2 separate regions of the Mus musculus genome follow, and region 2 is linked to region 1. A link is a contact called in public promoter capture Hi-C data. All regions are on one chromosome and are shown on one strand. The core of a region is the stretch at or near the end of the contact, and the rest is flanking DNA. Distances in the headings are between cores, read along the strand shown.

Region 1 (6,741 bases), core at 3,532-6,031:
TCATTTCCTCAATTGGCCTGGACATACCCTCCTCGGTGTTCACCCAACAGAAATGAGAACATAAACTGTCATAAAAATGTGTATAGTAATGTTCAAGTCAATATCATTCATTATAGTCATATGATTTCAAAATAGAAATCATCCAATGTTTATCAGCCATGATGGTATAAGATGCATAGCATGCCTTATAACAGATGAACATCAAAAACACAAAGCTAAGTCGGAGATGCCAGATCAGATACACAAACATCTCATGTATGTGAACTGTCCAAAACAGGAAGATTCATAATGACAGAAAATAGACCTGTGGCTGCCTAGGGCTGAAGAGGTGAGGTTGGCGGTCCCAGCAGAGAGTGACAGGTCTTTTGGGGGGTGGTTATTTGACACAAAGTCTCACTCTACCTAACCTAGAATTAGGTAGGTCAGGATGGCCTTGAACTCCTGGCAAACTCTTGCATCAGTGTTGGGGATGCTAGACCACAGGTGTGAGCCATGATGCCCAGACTCAGGGTTTCTTTCTGAGACAGACTATATTCTAAAGTTTTAATGGTGATTGCAAGGCTCTGTGAGGAACTAAGAACCATATTAGTTGTATACTTTAAAAGAAAAGATTTATTTTTATTATTTTTATGTATAGTAGTACACCATTGCTCTCTTCAGACACACCAGAAGAGGGCACCAGATCCCCCTATAGATGGTTGTGAGCTACCATGTGGTTGCTGGGAATTGAACTCAGGACCTCTGGAAGAGCAGTCAGTGCTCTTAACCACTGAGCCATCTCTCCAGTCCCAGTTGCATATTTTTAAAATATATATATTATTTGAGATAGGGTCTCAGTGTGTAATCTCAGATGGCTTAGAACTATGTAGACCACCAGGCTAGTCTCAAATTCAGAGATCTACTTGCCTCTGCTTCCCAAGTGCTGGGATAAAAAGCATTTGCCACTGTGCCAAGCTATCTTTTCTTAAGACAGGGTCCCCATGCAGTTCAGGCTGGCCTCAAACTTGCTATGGAATTTGTGAAGGACCTTGAAATTCCAATCCTCTCATCTCCAGGAAACACTGGCCTTAGAGGTGTGCACCCCTGAACCCCGAAAGCTGCATACCTTTTGATTAATTGCTGGGCTTTTGTTTTGTTTTATGCCTATTGGTGTTTTGCTTGCACGTCTGTGTGTCTGTCTGTGCACCATGTGTCTCGTATGCAGTGACCATTGGAGCCAGAAGGAGGGAATCAGACCCTAGGTCTGGAGTTACAGGTGGTTGTGAGCCACCATGTAGGTGCTGAGAATGGAGCTTGGATCCTCTGCAAGAGCAGCCAGTGCTCTTAACCACTGAGCTGTCTCTCCAGCCCTCAGCCCCTTCTGAACCAGGGACTCCCCCTGCAGCCCAGCCTGGCCTGAGACTCATTGTGTAAGCCTGGCTCATCTTGACTGCTGAGATTATAGGCAGGAGAAACTTGTCCCACCAAGCTGTATATTTTAAATAAGTTCATTATAGGGAGTATAAATTATTTCTCATAAAGCTTTTAAAAAACAATTCTATTGCATTTCTGAATAATACAATTTGGACCAAAATATTCCAATTTTGAATTCCAGACTTTATACCTGTTATCTAAAGGAGAAATTTAGAAAAACACTGGGGATTCTTTAGGTAATTGGTTTCTATAAGAGGACTTTCTCGACACCAGGTTTTACCCTTCAGTGGCATCCTGAAGCAATGGATCTTGGAAATCTTTGGATGGAGCAAGGCTTATCCTTTAACAGGGTAATTCTGAGTTGGATGTGGGAGCACACACCTGTGATCCCAGCACTAGAAGCTACAAAAGAGGCATTAGGTAAAGGCAGGGGGTCATCCTTCCGGGCCAGTCTCAGCTACACAGTGAGTTCCCAAGGGGTCTGAGCTACAGAATAGGATCCTGTGACAGAAGTCGTGTGTGTGTGGGGGGTGGGGTGGGGGGGGTGTCCTCAGCACAGTGCATGCAGGGGACTATCTGTCCTGGGCATTCCACTCAGTAAGACTCCACACTTACACTATTAGTTAGGTGGTCTCACCATATCTCTGTTACCGAAGAGGAAATGAAGGCACAGAGATATAAGTTAATTTGCCCAGGATAAGCTAGTGGGTTCTTGAGCTGGTACCCGAGTTTACCTCCCGATCCCCATTACAGCTTCACTCCACTACTGATCTGGATTTCTTTCTTCTCCCTTTACTGTAGCTTGTCCACCCCTGATTCAAACCTCACATTCCTGAGAACGTTCTCCGTGAACCTCTCCAACTAGAAGCAGTGACCATTGTAAGTAATCCTCAACTTCCCCCGAGATGAGACATAAACCACCCTAGGTGACACAAATACAACAGGCCATCGACCCTGCTTGTCCCTGGACTTGCCCACACACCTCCTTCCTCCCCAGCCTACAAGGCTACTCTCCTGGGCTTAGGAGAGGTCCTTTCCTGTCTCCCAAGAAGACCTGAAGCAAACACATGCTGGAAGAGCCCATGCCATCACTACTCTGAGCAGAGATTACTATGCTAGCAGATCCCTGAGAGGTGACTACAGGGATTGGGGGTGGGGGGGGGCACCACTCAAACATCCCCTAGCCCAGAGTCTGGGAGGAACTTCAATCCCACAACCACCAAGGATTGTTTTTCCTGACTCAGTTTAGAGACCTCCAGAGCTGGAATAACAAAATTAATTAACTAGTTAATTAATTAATCTACCCACTGTAGACCACCAACCAGAGACCCCATCTCTGCTAGTTACCTCCATTGAGATATTAACCCTGAATCCTATCCATCAGGAACATGTGTAGCCCCAAGCATTGACCCCCCACTAAAAGGAATCCAAAGTCACATTCCTCCCTTGCTTTCTGTCATTAAATTGTGAATAATAATGCATTTACTTATTCTCCCACTTAAAAAGTTGTTTAAATTCTTTGAAGAATCTTGCAAGGCAGCTTGGCTAGACAGCAGGCAGGACAGTCCAGTGCCTCAGGTGGGCAGGCAAGGGTCTGCCATTCACCTATCTTTTGGTCCAGCAAGTAAGCATTAGGATTGATGGTGTAGTCCTTGGTCTGGACATCGCTGGCTGTGGTGACACCCCCACATACAAATACCTTGCTGTCTCCAATGGAGCAGATAGCATGGGATACATCCAAGGGACAACTGTTGGGCAACAGAGGTACTGAGGTTGTCGACTTGTTGGCCTTGATCTTCTGTAAGTTGATTTCCACGCTCTGCCGGTGGCTGTGTACACGAAGGATGTTGTCCTGATGGAACGAGAGCAGGGGCCGGTGGTTGAATTCGATGGGGAAGGTGATACACTGGACCACTTCCCCCGTGCAGGTGTCAAAGCAGTCCACTACACCGACCCGGGAGATGTAGCCCTTCACCAGGCATCGCCCAGTGACAATGTACAGGTTCCGGTCACCCTTAGTGATGACTGCTGTCCCGTCCATAGGGATGCTCATCTTCCCCGCCAAGCACCAGGCTTCCTTGCGTTCATCATAGCGATAAATGTTAGAGACGTACCGGCGTGGGGCAATGCTCCCACCCACTGAGTAAACTGTTCCCCCGCAGGTCACCATGGTGTGGAAGACAAGCCCAATGGGCAGGTCAGGTAGCTTGGTCCAGGAGTTGTCGTCCATGTCATACCGCCACGCTGTCTTCAGTCCTGAAATCTGCTCAGTGGTGCCACCGGATATGTAGATGTAACGGCCAGCAGCAGTGGCACTGAGCGCGGCTGCCCGGTATGGCATCTCTGAGAGCTTCAGCCACAGGTTCTCCTGGATGATATAGGCAAACACCCCATCGTTGAACTTACCGTGGGCCTTCTGGCCACCCAGGATGACCACCGAGTCAAGCAGGGCCCCTTTCCGCTGGTAGCTCAGCAGGCTGCACGGGCGCTCCTGCTTGCGGTCCATCAGGACACTTTCGATCAAGGTCGCGTGGGCAGAGTTGTTCTCCAAGCCAACCAGCTTGTTGCTGGCAAACATCAGCGTCTTGTTGGAGACCGCATTGAGATTGATGTAATTGAAGAACTTCTTGAAGTATTTTTCCCGCTCCTCCTTCCGGAAGTACACCCAACTGATGAGTGCGCTGAGCGCCTGGTCCTCGTTGAGCACGTGGAGGTTTTCATCCCGGAGCAGGCGACCGAAGATGACGGGTGGGCAGCGCATGAAGTGCATAGAGCCCTCGGGACTGGCCCAGAAGTGGAAGTTGTCACGAATGCCAGAGTAGGCCAAGTCTGATACTTCTTTGAGCTCGAACAGCTCAGCCAAGAAGAGGTAGCGCAAGCAGTTGACGCGGCGAATAGACTTAATAAGGAAGTCATTGCAGTGAATCCGAAGGCGTGGGGTATTGAAATACTGTGCGCCCCGGAGCAGCTCCTCCACGTTCTGCTCTGAGATCACCACTTTGCCGCTGTAGAAGTAATCCAGGAGCTGGTCCACCGTGGCTGGGCTCAGGTAGTTGGGGTCGATGGTGATGTAGAGTTCATCGGTGGTCTTCATGTCGTTGCTGGAGATGAGGCTTTTCACTAGTGGAGAGACGGCAGCCAGCACGTTGCGATGTGCGAAGAAGACATGATGGTCCACAGTCAGGGCCATGTCCCAGTACTCTTTACGCTTCCTCTGTTTGTTCAGGTTTTGCAGCACAAAGCTGTTGTAGTTTTTCTCTGTGAATTCCAGTTTCATGGTGCTTCTTGTTGGCCGAGACAGAAGATTCGTAGCAGGTACCGGAGGGCAGACTTTTCCAGGCCTTTGGGGTTTGTACTGATGGTTGTTTGCAGAGCAGCTGACCAGAGAGGAGTGGGCGTGGGAGAGAGGGTGACGTCATAGAATGGATGAGGTCATCATAATGTAGCCCCCTCCCCGCCCCCAGGCCTTTCTCTCCCCAGAGCTTCAGAGGAAGCTCTGGAATGGGGCCACGGTGTCCCCCTGGGCCTTTCAAGTCACAGTCCTCGGCTTCGCCGGGAATGTTCGAACTGGTTTGGGTGGGGCAGAGAGCAGCTGTGGAGAGGGAAAATTTAGGGTGGGAGGAGAGGTTACCATGATCTAGAAGCCTCCCTTTTAACCAGAAGGCTGAAGTCCTGCTGAGGAAGGACTCCCCCTGTCACAGAGGCAGTTAGAGGCAGAGCAAACCTGGAACTCCCACAGTGTGGGGCGTTACAACCCTTTCACCCCTTCAGGAAGTGGGGACCAGACAGTTTTCATGGTTCAATTCTTAGGCCCTGAAGGCCCTTTTTTCTACCAAGGTTCCTGGACGTCTGAGAAGACAAACCCTCTGGCTTCTGATCTCTGTAGTCAGAATACAGTTTTCATGGAGAAGTGGGTGACACTCACTGGAGCAGAAATGGAGGGGCCAGCCAGCCCTAGGAAGATGGGAGGACTTGGAAACGCCAGTACCAGGTTTCCAACCTCCCATACCAGGTTTGGAAACTTCCCATACCAGGTTTCCAAGTATCTAGTAAAATGCTGGGGAAATGCCTGATTCGGCCTCTCCACTCCGAGTTTCTTAGACCAGTTCACTCAGGCCTCAGATTCCTCTTCTGTGAGATGAGAATACTCGCTTCAAAGTGCAGCAGGCACAGCGCTTAGCTTACAGCAAACGTTCCAATAAATGCCAGTTCTTGTTTCTTAGTTGATATAACCACAGCTGTGGGCATCCCCGAAGCCCTCGACGGGTTATAGGAGCCTGCTTCGGCCGCACGGTGGCGCTGCAGGGTCACCTCCTGGCCAGAAGCACGCCGCCTCCGTGCTCAGCTTCTCCAATGGCGTAGAGAGGAAACTCACCCGCCCCGGGGCGTCCCTTTCTGCCTGCTTTGTCCCGCCTAGGGCTCCTTTGTGTAGGAGCGACTCTGAAACTCATACGTCTGGACCCGGGGCTCACAGTGTGGCAGACCCACACCTGTTCTCATTTTACAGATGTGGACAGAGCCCGGCAATGGTGTATGACCAAAGCCACCCTGGGACCTCTTAGGAAGAACCGTGCCATATGGTCACTTGTACTGGTCAGGAGGACCTGACTGCAGACCCCATCTCCACTGTGGGCTCCAAGCCTCACTCCAGACCTTCTGGTCCTCCTGAACGCCCCTCCCAGAGTGACTGTCAGCTCCATACCCACCACTCTCCAGCCCTCTTGCTGGCTTGGATTCTCATTCATCTTTCCATCCCACACCTAGCCTTTTCCTTATCTAGGAACTTGGTAATTTAAAGTTTGTTTGTTTGCTTGTTTGTTTTTGTTACAGGGTTTCTCTGGGTAGCCTTGGCTGTCCTGGAACCTCTATGTAAACTAGGCTGGCCTTGAACTCAAGAGATCTACCTGTCTCTGCCTCTCAGGTGCTAGGATTAATTGAAGTTTTGTTTTTTTTTTTTTTTTAAACAATTATACTTTAATAGTGAAGTTACACATCTTGATACCTGACTTCTGGGGCAGATAGTCTCTTTGGATGTGATGCCTGTGAAGGGGTTAGAACTTCTGTCCCCCTGCTTGGGGTACTTAGGTTCCAGCCCCACTTCAAAGAACTCCCTATGTGGCTGAGCTCAGTTCCCCACTACCTAGTCTCTCTCTCTGTCTCTCTCTGTCTCTCTCTCTGTGTGTGTCTCTCTCTCTGTGTGTGTGTCTCTGTCTCTCTTTCTCTCAGGGAATTTCAGCTCTGCACGCTTCTCCAGGTCTCATCACCTGAGAAACAGGGGCCACTTGGCCAGAGGAAGCATCGTGAGTCTGATAAGGATGCCTGAATCCA
Region 2 (6,834 bases), core at 1,263-3,762, 89 kb before region 1:
CTTGTGTGTATATGTGTGCTACTTCGTTTTGTCTTTTTCATGAGACAAGGTCTCTCTATATAAACCCAGACTAACTTCAAACATGACACTCAGCCTGCCTCAGCCTCTCAAGGCTCAGCTAAACATTGTTCTTGAAGTTAGTTTGTCTTAACTTTCTTTCCACACTGCCTATGTAATGATGTAGCATGTAACTTTAAAAGCCAGATACCTTTCTTGACCATCTTCCATGACTCTATACCCCTCATGGCAGGCTGAATAAATGGCTTTTTGAAATATCCATACCCCTTCTTTTGGAGACAGATTGTGCAGATGTGATCAAGTATTTTGTGCCCGGAAGATTATCCTGTGCTACTAGTTAGGCACAAATTTAATATTCTAAGGGTCTCTGTAGGTAAAAGGAAGGCAGGAGAGGCACAGCCAGGAAGTCTTGCTGTGAGAATATTCACAAGCCAAGGAGTGTCGTCAGTCTCCACGAGGAAAGGGTGAGGAAATGACTTCTCTCCTTCAGCCTCCAAAGAGCAGATACCCTGCTACTGCCTGTATGTTGGTTCCCCCAAATTCTGGGCTCACCCCAACCTCTGGAAGCGTAAGATATGGAAGATAAAAGAGTACTAGCACTTTGTTATCAGTGCTAGGAAGCTATAAATATAGCCATTCTTTATTTCTAACTCATAACCCGTCAATAATAAGTCTCATGAGTTTTACATCCAGATGAATTGCATATCTATTTCAGTGGAATTTTCACTGGAACCAACTCTTGACTCTCAACAAATCCATTCAAATCCATTCTCTACCCAACAGCTCAGATGGTATTTAGAAAAAAAAAGTATGATGTGAAATGTGTTGGAAATTGACGTGTTATCAGAGCATTCATGAATGGTGACCTGGTCAACTTACAAATCGATGGTTGCTGATCTCAGACAGAAAGGTAGACAATGTCACCTCAGTGTACAAAACCACTCATTGTCTGTCCTTTCATGATGGGATGACCCTTGCAGGATCCAACATGGCTACACTAATACCATGCAAACCAGAGCTTCATCCTTGACTGAGATAGACCACAAGCTGTAAAAGTCTGATGGGGTCCACATTTAGCTTATAGCAAGAACCCCCAATGGAAGCTGAGGCAGGAGGACTGACGTGGCTTGAGACCAGTCTGGGCTACACAGTCAATCCCGTGCCAGTTTCAGCTAGGTACAGTGTAAGATCCTGTCTCAAAAAAAAAAAAAAAAAAACAACCTAAAAAAGTAGATCTGAAAGTTTCACTTGTGACTTTTTGTTGTTGTTTGAGACACAGGTGCAGCTGTGCTGTTCAGAATACTGTCTAGCTTCTCATTCTCTTGCACCTAGCTGTGGGAAATGTCACCCATGTCAGGAGGTTCACCACGATCTCTAACTTCAGCTCCAGGGTATCTGTTACCCTCTTCTGGACTTTGACATGTGCACTCTAATGTGTACACATCCTCTGCCCCACCCCCCTACCCCATATACATGATAAAAATAAGCTAAAATAAAATCTTAAAAACAAAACAAAACCAACCTTCATCAGGAGCTAGCAGCACAGGCCGCTCCCCACCTTCCTGGGTCTTGGATCTGCAATTAGTCTAGCAGATATTCTTGAGATGTCTGTGTACCTCAATCTATCAGACTATTGAAACTATGGCCTCAAAAAACCCTGAAATTTTCCCCAAGAATCTCATACTCAGAGAAGGAAAAGACCGAATGCTGGTGCTGAAAAGAGACTTCACACGGGACTGACAATTTGTGACTGCCACTTTGCTGGGGAAGTTAGAGTCCAGACAGTGACAGGTGGGCTACAGCTTGCCCTGGACCTCTTAGATGTGCACATCTCGAACTCTATATATTTTAACCTAAAATCTGAGGTCCCAAAATGGATCCAGGGGATATGTCTTTGGATATCTTTGTCCCTCTTCCCAACATGGCCACATTGAATTAACCTCCGTTTTTTTGCTTTTTTTTTTTTTTTTTACTAGTAACTCTGTTCTCATTAACTTATGGAGAACAGGTGACAGAATTTGGCTTCAAGGGGAAAAACTGTGAGGCCCAAATTTGGTAATAGAATTGCCTAGATCCCTGGAGTGACAGATAACTCAGAGCTGACTAGCATGTGTATTGTCACGCTGCACTCAGCCAGAGCCTCGTGGCAGGGGTGGCAAAGCTTAAATTCCAGGGTGCACTCTAGGACTACCGACACTGAGTTGCCTTGGAGTTTGGTCCACGAGATGGCACTCAGCTTGGGTGCAAAGCTAAAACAACCATCTCGTGGGAGAACTCGGGCTTAACTGTGGGCTCTGCCAGAGGAGAGAACACCCTCAGGCGAGAATAAGGGTCAGCAAACCGAGTGGATGCCACTACCAGAGGCGACACGACAGCGGAAGGTGCGCCACACGACTGACCAACAGAAATACGCCAAGGAGGGGCTGGGACCCGGTGCAGGCGGAGCCGGAGCGATCGACCGTTCGGCGCTCCGCGGGAGCCGGGGTGTGCGTTGCGAATGCAGGAGCAATGGCTGGGGCTGGGTCGAGCGCCGAGTCGTCGAGCGGCGCCGGGTAGCGGAAGCCACCGGGTGCGCTTGCCGGGGCCTGCCCTGTGGACCCGCTGGACGCGAGCCTGCCAAGTGCCGAGGTGGCGCCGGAGGGAACTAACCCGGCGGAGGCCACGAGTCAGTCGGTGACTCACGAGCATCGTGCCAGGCTCCGGCACCTCTGCTGCAGCTGTGGGCCTCGCGCTGGGCGTCCGGGTTCTACGCAGCAGGGCGCCTCTCCCGCCCGGTGCGTTGCTCCGGCGTGGGATCCCGGAGCTGTCAGACTCAGCGTGCGGGTGAATGGGGACCGGGGCTTGCAGAGGTAGGCCTGGCCAGGGTCCAGCCCATCCGTGCACGCAGCAGGCGGCACGGCCCTGGGTCCCTGGGCAGAGACGTGAGATAGCTGCGGGGGCCCAGCACTGCCTAGGTGGGGAGAGGGTTTGCACCGAGGGACTTCTTGGAGGCTTGCCCAACTCTGACTGTCTGGACACTCGGTGTCCTTGGAAATTTGATAGACGTTTATATCCGTCCTTGAACAGGCTTGTAAAATTGTTAGAGGAAAGAATAGATCGGCTTTGCACCTCGATAGGAGGGGTGTGGCGGCGGGGAATGGTTTCACAGTAAAGATAATGGTTTAGCCCGACTGTAGGGGCTCTGGAAGGAACATCAAACTGAATTATTATAGCTGGGCAGCAGGGTTCTGAGAACTCTGTACAGCCCTTCCCTTTTTATTGCGGTGAGTTCCATCCGCTCTGAGTGAAAGAAAGGAGTGTCTCAAGTTCTCCGGAAAGGTTTGCACCCGTGGATGTTTGTGGAATATACACACAAGGTAGAGGGTGTGTGCGGCAGTGACCTGCGTGTAGGAAGGTCATCTAGACTTGGCTTTGAATTGAAGTTCTATCAGTCATTAACTAACTGTGATTTAGATCAAGTGGATTTTTTTTTCTACACCTCAGTGTCCCTGTCTGTATAGTAGAGAAAATGAGGATGGAATAACGTGTCTAACGCCGTGTTAGCCCACTGCTGGAGGAAGCACTTAGCAAACGTTTACTTTACTGTTGTTTCTCTGCTGGTGACTGCTTGCACAAGTGTGCTTATACTTTCTCGTGGTTGGGACATTCACTTATCCTTTTGCAGCATTTATAAAAGCACAATTGAGTTGAATGTAGTTTGTGAGCATTGCCATTTCTCGGAGCCAGGGAGATTGCTGCTGCTGCTGCTGCTGCTGCTGCTGGTGTAACGCTTCAAACTTGACTTGAGTTTGGGTGCTCCAAACCCAGTAAAACCGGTCCTATAATTCGAGCAGCTGTAATAACAGCAATCCGGAAGCCTTGGGTTTTTTTGTTTTTTGTTTTTGTTTTGTTTTGTTTGTTTTTGTTTTTGTTTTTAGAGAGCCTGTCTCCAACAAGGTGAAAGAAACGTAGGGGAGAGCTGGTGAGGTTGTTCTGTGTGTGAGACAGGCATAGAATTGATAGATGACTCAAAGGCAGAGAAAGTGAAGTAAAAAGCTCTATTGAAGCAAGCTGACAGCTCCTGGTGGGATGGGATGGGCCCCCGGACTTGGAAGTTCTGGCAGGTGGACTCTGGGTTGGGCATTTTATAAGACCCCATTTCCCTAATTGTCTGGTCCTCCGGCCCAAGGGTGGCCTTTCCTTTCTGCTTGTTTTTGTTTGTTTGGGTGTTTGCTGTTGTGTTCCTGTCACTCATACCAGATCTTACAGAAGCGTGCCCCTGTGCTCCTTGTCTGTCTGAACCCCATTCCTGACTCTCCAGTGGCCTGATGCTGGAACTTGCCCTCTGGCCTCCGCTTTTACCCATGCAGCCAGCCATTTCACTGGCTCCCGTGTTATTCGTTTGCATTTTGCAATGTTTGGGACCTCAGACTTTTGTATGGGGATACACAGTATCCACTGGCAAATATAGATACAGTTGATCAATTTTCATTTTTGGTTAACATTCCACTAGGTAAAGAAGCAAGTTTTATCTTGCTTTGCCTTGTGCTTTATGAAACCTAAATTTCCTTCAAATGGTTTAAGTCCACTTTGTCACATTCCGCATCTGATAGTGACCGTGAAGATGCTGCTCACTATCTGCACCATAAAATGTGTCTTTAGTTGTTCAAGTCTTTAATCCCTGCACTCAGGAAGCAGAGGCAGGCAGATCACAGTGAGTTTGAGGCCAGCATGGTCTGTGGGAAAAAAAAAAATCCCAGGACAGCTAAGACTATGTAGAGAGACCCTGTCTCAAAAAATACAAAACAAAACAAAAGTCCCTTTAGGACTATTTCACGCAGAACAGATAACAATTTGGTCAAGTTTCTGATTTTTGTTGCTCCTGTTTGTGAAAGCACAATGGTTGGGGTCTGTGTGTCTTAGGCCCTCTTCCCCAGTGTCAGTTCCTAAGTCAAGAGTCTCCGTGCCTGTCTCCGTTTTCTGTGCAGAGCCCCACGCAGCCGAAGACTCAGGAAGTACTGTTCACTCAGGATTTCGCTTCCATGGCTCTCATAGCCCTTCACTTATCATAAAACTGATATTGTACCTTTGGTTTGATATTTCCATTGCCTTTAAATTTTTCAATGTTCCTATTTAATTCAGAAACATAATATTTAAAAAATAAAGAATGTAGCAACAGTTTGTAAAATGTTTTCAATTGCATAATATACATTACACACACATATATATTTATAAATAAATATGTATATATAGGAAGATGGTGCATTCCTGTAATTCCTGCATTCTGGAGGCTTAGACGAGAGGATTGTCGAGTTGGGTTGTTATGTAATGAGTGTCAGGCTAGGCCAGCCAGGGAGGGCTACAAAGAACTCAAAAAGCAAAACAAAACAGAAGAACAAAACCAAAAACCCATAAATAAGCCCAAATAACAAATGGTGAGGATAAGGAGAGGAGAGAAAATGGAAAAGAAAAGAAAGTAAAGGGAACCAAACTGGTGCTGCGAGCCACTAGGAAGAGCCGCGTGGCTGACAGGAGCTACTAGGAAGAGCCACGTGGCTGAGAGCTCAGCTGGCACACTCTGTTCTTAGGTGTGTGGTGACTTCTTCATCTGCTTATTTATTTACTGGAACATGGTCTTTCTACAGGACTCTGGCTGGCCTGGAACTTGCATGTAGACCAGGCTGGTCTGGAACTCCTAGAGATCTGCCTGCCTCTGCCTCCTAAGTGCTGGGATTAAAGGTGTGCCACACCATATCTAGTTTGAAATAATTAGTTGTGTGTGTATATTTTTATTTTGTAAATGTTTTTATTCTCTCAGACATTACATTCCAGGGGCAGTTTTCCCTTCCTCTTCCCCCAGATCCACCCTCTTCTCCCTCTGAAATAACTAGTTTTTAAAATTCAAGAAATACTCCTCTTAGCGGGGAGGAGGTATGGGATGTGGAGTGGTCTGGGAGGGGTATAAAGTCTGAACTGTAAAAAAAGGATTAAATAATAAAAATAAATATTTTTTAAAAAGAGAAGTACTTCTCCTTAAAAGGTTCTAAGATTTATTTATTTTCCTAAAAAGCTTTGACTTAAAAAAATTAAAAAGGACACTTGTGTTTTTATAGTTTATACCGCTGACTTACTTGGGTTAGTTAGAACAGTTCAGCATAACCCGGCAAACACAAACCACCAGCAGAGAGAAAGTTCATTGTTGTGTAAAATAAATAGAAACCGACCAGCTGCCAATCATTTGCTTTGCCTCACCCAGTGAATTAAACGTCACCAACAGTTCAGTCAGCCCACAGTTGGTCAGCGGAGGGAGGATTCTGTGCAAGAGCACTTAAGACAGCTGATATGGAAGAATAGTTTTGTTTTTAAAGCGAGAGGAGTGCTTTGGCCTCTTTGCAGGATACTCATTTGGCAATGGAGCCTTTCATTGGGCAGAATCGGCCTTTACTGGTATTGCGCTTCATGCTGGGAGTTTGCATGGTCGGGGAGCTCCACACTGAAGGACAGGAGCAGTTGCTTTAGATGAGGCACTCACTGCAGAAGTCTCCCGAAGGGCTTCTCTAGTGAGCCTCAGAAGACAGGACGACTCCTATCACAGTCTCACCAAGGCTGTCTGGATTCTTAATTCAAGTTCCAAATATTGATGGACTCCCTCAAACCTAAGCACTAAGCTCAGAGTCCATGAGAAAAAACTTAGCATCACTAATGGGAAGTTTAAAGTGTTCCATAGAACAAGTCTCTCCCCTCCCCTCCCCTCCCCTCCCCTCCCCTCCCCTCCCCTCCCCTCCCCTCCCCTCCCCTCCCCTCCCCTCTCCTCTCCTCTCTGCCCCTTCCTCATGT

What was found. Capture Hi-C pulls out chosen DNA fragments and counts their contacts.
Region 2: a contact with region 1 is called in a promoter capture Hi-C map of liver. The contact joins the promoter of Gne here to the promoter of Ccin in region 1. A contact is called at or near these places in 1 of 39 promoter capture datasets (macrophages), 1 of 15 datasets of contacts at CTCF or cohesin (CD8 T cells), 1 of 484 Hi-C or Micro-C datasets (regulatory T cells), 5 of 115 datasets of contacts at active chromatin or transcription factors (CD8 T cells, the SCID.adh cell line and embryonic stem cells) and 3 of 9 other capture datasets (adipose tissue, liver and pancreatic islet).

What each region holds. Positions count from the first base shown.
Region 1 is chr4:43,981,544-43,988,284 of GRCm38.p6, reverse strand. It overlaps Ccin (calicin), which reads right to left and starts at 4,781. Exons shown (of 1, transcript NM_001002787.2): 1 at 2,752-4,781. The coding sequence starts at 4,690. The coding sequence ends at 2,924.
Region 2 is chr4:44,068,395-44,075,228 of GRCm38.p6, reverse strand. It overlaps Gne (glucosamine (UDP-N-acetyl)-2-epimerase/N-acetylmannosamine kinase), which reads left to right and starts at 2,512. Exons shown (of 12, transcript NM_001190414.2): 1 at 2,512-2,867.